2 separate regions of the Rattus norvegicus genome follow, and region 1 is linked to region 2. A link is a contact called in public Hi-C data. All regions are on one chromosome and are shown on one strand. The core of a region is the stretch at or near the end of the contact, and the rest is flanking DNA. Distances in the headings are between cores, read along the strand shown.

What was found. Hi-C and Micro-C count contacts between places; a contact is called where the count stands out from the background.
Region 1: a contact with region 2 is called in a Hi-C map of psoas muscle, with 2.2 times the contacts expected there. The contact joins two enhancer-like sites. A contact is called at or near these places in 3 of 12 Hi-C or Micro-C datasets (the A7r5 cell line, the Rat2 cell line and psoas muscle).

Annotation. Positions count from the first base shown.
Region 1 is chr13:52,123,032-52,126,360 of GRCr8, forward strand. No RefSeq gene overlaps it. Among named protein-coding and RNA genes, the nearest start is that of Mir181b1, 87 kb to the left of the region's middle. Within about 2 kb of position 1,605, at least 4 of the 93 cell types and tissues checked have an H3K27ac peak or open chromatin away from gene starts, as enhancers often do.
Region 2 is chr13:51,539,200-51,542,741 of GRCr8, forward strand. No RefSeq gene overlaps it. Among named protein-coding and RNA genes, the nearest start is that of Mir181a-1, 500 kb to the right of the region's middle. Within about 2 kb of position 1,967, at least 6 of the 93 cell types and tissues checked have an H3K27ac peak or open chromatin away from gene starts, as enhancers often do.

The DNA.
Region 1 (3,329 bases), core at 355-2,854, 580 kb after region 2:
CTGGGCAATCCACAGAAGATTATTCAGATCCCCGAGAGGGATCCCGGCTTCCCATCCTGACTTGTATACAGTGGCTGTGAAAGGCAAGATGCAGAGAGAGCTACTGCTGCTGCAGTCTGTGGGATTTAGAGACTGTTTCTCCTTCCTGTTAGTTCTGCAGATGTGAAAAGTGAAGACCGGATGTAAAATTGGGCTTTGTCAAAGCAGATTAGCATAATACCTGACAGGCACAGTCCTCAAATCCAAGGCTCTTTGATAGGAGCTATAATCTGCAGCCTGCTTTTGGTGGCTGCACTGAGGGGAGGCTCCACGGCAGATAAGAAAGCTCTGTTCTTGTTGTTGAGCCTCAACCTTTAGAAAGGCAAACAACATGAAGGTAAAACTAAATTACAGGACAGCTCACGGTCAGGTCTGCCGAATTCATAATTTGTGAGATCACTTTGTGATTTACGCAGCAGCGCAAACCAAAGCCTCAGTTACGTGAAGCCCCGTGCGGGCCCCCATGGAGACTCAGTGTGTCTGTTGGGCCTGCTGCAATGTAGAACGTGTTCAAAATGCTGGTACAACACCCTGACCTGTGGGGTCCAAGGGTTTCCTTAAAAATAGGTCAGGAAGGTCAGTTTAGAACTTATTTCTGACATTCACAAAGACTCTTACTTGTAAAAAGTATATATTTATTTGTATTTATACATGTGTATAGTGTGCGTGCGTGTGTGTGTGTGTGTGTGTGTGTGTGTGTGTGTGTGTCTACATGTCTATTTGTGGTATGTGTCTAGGTGCCCTCTGAAATCAGCAAAAGGTGTCAGAGCCACAGTGAGTTGTAAGCAGCCTGAACTGGATACTGGAAAGTGAGCTTATAACCCCAGCAAGAGGACTGCACCTAACCACTGCACCATCGTTCCAACCCAAACCCACGCTTTTTTAATGTAGCTAATAGTCATGAAAACCATCTTGAAACACTGTGGTAAAAAGTGCTTATCCTCCATTTCTATGTTTGTCTTCTACAATGATGGAATTTTTGATATTTACTAGATCACCACTGTTCCAGCCTTTCTTGTAGCCAAATTGTACAATGTGGCCATATTGTAAGTTCTGACCAATGGCATAAGTAGAGAGGTAAGGAGTGGGTGTCTTTAAGAGTGTATCATCTATATCATACCGCAAAAAGAAGGGAGAGCCGTGTTTCTCTCCTACTTTTCTCTCACTTGCTGAAACATTGCCGAGGTAAAGAAATCCTGTAGTTAATTCAGACACACCAAGAAGTAGTAAATGCAAAACACATGGACTGTCGTTATCAATGTAAATGTTTGTGTGACCTGTGGCACATTGTAAGTGCTCTAAATTCTCTTCCCAATTTAAAGACAAGATTCCACTAGGAATATAATAAATATTGGAGGGGTTGTCTATAGAATAAAATAGGTAAACAGTGCCTATGTTTCTGAACGGCCGGATACAAAAGACCAGAAAAACATAAGCAGAAACATGACTGAGGGAGTGATCAGCAGACACAGGAGCCAGTATCGGCAAGGCAGTCTCGTCTCCTTCATGAGGCCACCTTGGGGGATTCCTTGTGAATAAGACAGGAGTCTGTGGTCAGGGCTGGAACTCTTTGTCGTGACTTAACAGTAACAGGAAGTGTGACTCAGTATCCTGCCTTGAAGGATGGAGAAGCTGAGTCTGCTTTGAAACTTCCTCTCTGAAGTGGGGATTTGTCTGGGAACCAGACAATGAGAGCTAAGCCTGTGCCTATACAGAGATCAAAGGGCCCAGCCAAGGCCAGGTGGATGGGAATAGAGACAAAAGAGCAAGTAGGTTCGGTTCTGACAACATAAATTCTTCTCAGACTGTGGTTAAGCTGAGTTAGTAGGTAAGGCACCTAAGACTGCATTTGAAGCCCAGTTCTACACAGCTCTTATTGGTACCAAAGTCTAAATCATATTACCAGGGTTACAAGATATTAGGTAAAGATAACGAAACATAAGATGCACTCATAAGAATTTTACTGTCATAAATCATTCTTTTTATTGTTCTTGTTAATACTGTTGTGTGTGTAGGTGTGTACACATGTGCACATATTGTTGTCTGAGTACTTTGCGTATGTCTGCATGTTCTTGCAGAGGTCAGAAGGACACTTCAGATGCCATGTTTCAGGCATCTTCCAACTTTTGTTTGTAAGAGTTCGCAAGTCCCCAAACCTTTACCTAATAAGTTAGTTAGCTACAGGAACCTGCTTCTTGCTGCCTCCCGTCTCACCTCGGCAAGGATTATACCATCCTTGCCTTGTTATGGGTATCTCAAAAATCCATATGCCGGTGCTAATGTTTGTGTGGCAATTGGTTTTCTTGACCCTTTAGTCAATAATTTTGTAATATATTTTGTGCATTATCCCAGACAGGTTTTGTTCCAGCCCTTAGAAGTAACAACTCTCATGAGTTCTAAGTTCCATAAGAAAACTGGGGCTTAGAAGGTCATAAAATTCCATCCATTTGCCTAAGAATTTCATCAAATCATTGAAGAAATTTAATAGCTGAGTAGTATTTCATTGTGTAGATGTCCCACATTTTCGGTATCCATTCCTCTATTGAAGGACATGTGGGTTCTTTCCAGCTTCTGGCTATTATAAATAAGGCTGCTATGAACATAGTGGAGCATGTGTGCTTGTTAAATGTTGAAGCGTCTTTTGGGTATATGCCCAGGAGAGGTATAGCTGGGTCCTCAGGTAGCACTATATTCAATTTTCTGAGGAAACACCAGACTGATTTCTAGAGTGGTGGTACCAGCTTGCAATCCCACCAACAATGGAGGAGTGTTCCTCTTTCTCCATACCCTCGCCAGCATCTGTTGTCACCTGAGTTTTTGATCTTAGCCATTCTGACTGATTGTCAAATCAATCTCAGGGTTGTTTTGATTTGCAGTTCCTTGATGACTAAGGATGGTGAACATTTCTTTAGGTACTTCTCGGTCATTCGATATTCCTCAGCTGAGAATTCTTTGTTTAGCTCTGTACCCCATTTTTAATAGGGTTATTTGATTCTCTGGAGTCTATCTTCTTGAGTTCTTTGTATGTATTAGATAGTAGCACTTTATCTGGTATAGGATTGGTAAAGACCTTTTCCCAATCTGTTGGTTGCCGTTTTGACTTATTGACAGTGACCTTTGCCTTACAGAAGCTTTTCAATTTTATGAGGTCTTTATGGTATACGCTCACTGATAATTGAATATTAGCCCAAAAGCTTGAAATACCCAAGATACAATTCAGGACCACATGAAGTTTAAGAAGAAGGAAGACAAAAATGTGGATGCTTCAGTCCTTCTCAGAAGGGGGAACA
Region 2 (3,542 bases), core at 717-3,216:
TCTCTGTCTCTGTCTCTCTGTCTCTGTCTCTCTGTGTGTATATGCACATGTATGTGTCTGTGTGTGTATGTCTCTCTCTCTATGTGTGTATGTATGTGCATGTGTCTGTATGTGTATGTCTCTGTGTATATGCATGTGTATGTGTCTGTGTGTGTATGTGTATGTGTGTCTGTGTTCATATGTGTATATCTTTCTATGTATGTGTGTATGTGTGTCTCTGTGTGTGTATGTCTATATATATATGGGTGTGTATGTGTCTCTGTGTGTATGTGTGTCTGTGTCTGTGTGTATATCTTTCTTTCTATGTGTGTGTGTGTGTGTCTGTGTCTGTGTGTATATGTCTTTCTCTCTGTGTGTGTGTATGTGTGTCTGTGTCTGTCTTTCTACATGTGTGTGTGTCTGTGTATGTCTTTCTATGTGTGTGTGTCTGTCTGTGCATGTGTGTGTGTGTGTGTGTGTGTGTGTGTGTGTGTTTGAGAATGTGTAGAGGTGGAAGAACAGTGGTGTACTAAGGAAGTCTGCCACAGTCACTTTGAGATATGGACAAGAGAGACCAGGTGACACCTCATAAATCCATCCAGAGCTATTTTGAACAAATGAAGTTGAAAGCTGAACTCAGAATGACAAAGGGAAGCCTAAGTCTACATGGCATCTGACACAGTGTTTTACTCTCTTTCTTCTCTTAGAAGGAAATAAATTACGTGCTTTCCTTCACATATGGGGAGAACACAACCCTGTTGCACATGCTCGTGCTATCCACAAGTATGACTGTTTCCAAATGAACAACTCATGAAGCATTTCCTTCATCCAGCCTCACACATTTTCATCACTCTGTCTCCTTGTGTGCGGCTGGAAAAGCCATCCATCCATGTCTGTGTATTTAGATGGAATAAGAATTTTGACTCATATTTCCAAGAAAATTAATACTATTCCAACAGTTGGGTATAAAATCTCCATAGAGATGTTTCATCCATGCACAATATAGTTTTTTCCATAATAATTGATAGTACAAATTATATATATCATAATATTCTTATGTAATATATAACTTACTATATATATTTTTAATCTTGGAATAGCCAAAAAAAACCATAGTAACTCCATCCAATAAGGGATGTATTGTTCTTAGAATAACAACGACAATGGCTACAATAAGAACTTTAGTTCAGAATGAAATTACGAGGAAGACAGATTCAAAGATCACTCTCCCTTAGCCACACTACCCATTTTCTCCTTTTCCCACTTTTAAGGTCTTCCACTCCTATCTTTATCCTCAAAAATGCCCCCTTAACATGATGTACTCTGCATCTCCATGTTCACACCCTCTAAGGAAAAGGACATTTATTTTGAAGACTTTCAATGAGAATGCCACAGTTGTGTTTCAGTCCCACTGGCTGAGCTGAGTGGGAGGTGTGAGCATTGATAAATATTCCTGTGAGGCACCTGGATTGGGCAAGCCCATGTCACATGCCTCTACCTCACTACCAAGGAGTATAGGGTTTAGGATTTCATTCCAAGGAGAATTAGAGTATTAATTACAGATATTGTTTGGGGCAAAATAATGAATTTTCAAAGTATAATTTCTACATGTTCATATACCCTCTAAAGTTTTGACCTCACCTCGATAGTGTTCACAGCAAAAGAAAATAGCATTGCCTCTAGCTCGTCTGATTCATCTCCTTCTCATTAGGTGGCAGTCTGAGTTAGGAAGACATTCAAAAACAAAGGAGAGATAATGGGGGGGGGGGAAGGCATTTTAGCATGAGCTGAAGTCAGAATATTTTCATTGATGGCTAACTAGAATTATTCTATAATTACTCCACCACAGCCCTGGAAATGAGTCACCAAGAACTGAATATTTATAAGCTTCCTGACCTCAAAAACTTCAAAATTTTACATGGGGTCACCTAAGGAGACTGTGGAAAACTTCCATGCAACTTATTGGCAGATGATTTTAGCTCTTATTTCAACAAGCTTGGTATGAAATGCATGCCATCTGGTTCCTGGGAAAACTCTAGAGTATATTAACTGCTTGTGTGAGAGACAGTCCTGCCATTTAGTTGTAAATGATTGCACCTGCAAAGGAGAAATAAGAAAGAGAACATGCCTTATCATTTGCCTGAGGGCTGGGAGATTTGATGACACAATACTGCTGCTTCATCTACTTTCAAAATCTGTGCCTGATCAGTCCAGCTGTTCTTCTGCGACTATTTTGAACATGCTGTGTGGTATACTAGCATAGAGGCCTTTTAAGGGAAAATTTCAACAGTACTCAATTGAAGACTGGACTGGTTTCTTTCCATTTCTCCAAGGCATTTCTGATGGTTTCGACGAGATAAAATGAAAAGTGCTTCTGATTATTTACTTTAACTCTTTAAGAAGGACACTCCAGTGAGGAGTGGTTTCTATTGAGTTGCTGTGACTGTCGCGAGCATGTGGGCAATGCTGTAGACAAGCGGAAGTAGTGTAGACACAGACAGGACCTCTCCGACCTAGGGTCCCGGGAAGACTGTAGGGACTCACTAGTGTTATCAAGCCTCCAGTCTCTTACTGTGAGAGTGGTATGCTTTAACGTTTAAAAATCACTGTTACAAAGAATTCTTTTTATACTAATGTAAACAGTTTGTGAATTAAAACTTTGTTTGTAACATACTGGGCATTGCCTTCCGTATTGCAGAACGGTGGTGGAGTGGAGGAACTTTGATACGACAGATGAGGGGATTTAGTTAGAGCGCTTATTTATACCCTAACTCCCCCGCTGGGTGGTCCTAGAAAAACTGTGTGCATTCCTCGGCAGCTAGATTTTCAAAGGGGATTAAGTGCAATTATAGCAGAGAGGATGGGGAGTTTCAGTGAAATACTACACATGCAAGCACTTGAACTAAACAAATGCTACTCGAATGTCTCTCTTCCAAAGCCAGCATTGTGCAAGAACTCTGGGCTTCTAGTCTTCTCAAACTAATTGCACTGACCAGCTGAATTCATGCCACGCACAAATTAATCCCTGTTGAATGAATATTATTTTCAGAATCAGATTGCAAGCTCCCTGTGGGGAAGGGGCGGGGTTCTTCACTTGTAAGCGCCAGACACTGAGAGAGAACAAGTGAGCATAACTATCGACAGAATCCTACCCAGTGACATCATTCAGTTCTACCAACGCAGGAAAACATTTGCTAGGCACTGAACTAAAGGTATCTTTGTACTGTACTGGAACTCTGTGACCACTGTCAGATGACCTCTTTTTATCCACAGAAGTTAGCTAAACAGATGAGACCATACTCCAAAAAATACAGACGTCAGAGTCCCAACAGATTCAATTGAGTTCAGGCAAAGATTCTTACTCAATGCCACGGACCCCCCAAGGAAGCCATACCCTGTCAGCAGTAGGACTTTAGGCCTCTCAGTTATGGTTAATAAACTAGGACTACAACATTAAAACGGGCAACTGAGATTGTGACATACTTGATGAATCCTTGAATTTAAAAGAAGGGTGATGAGAATCAACACCAAAATATGAAATATTTAAATGTAACTCACCAACA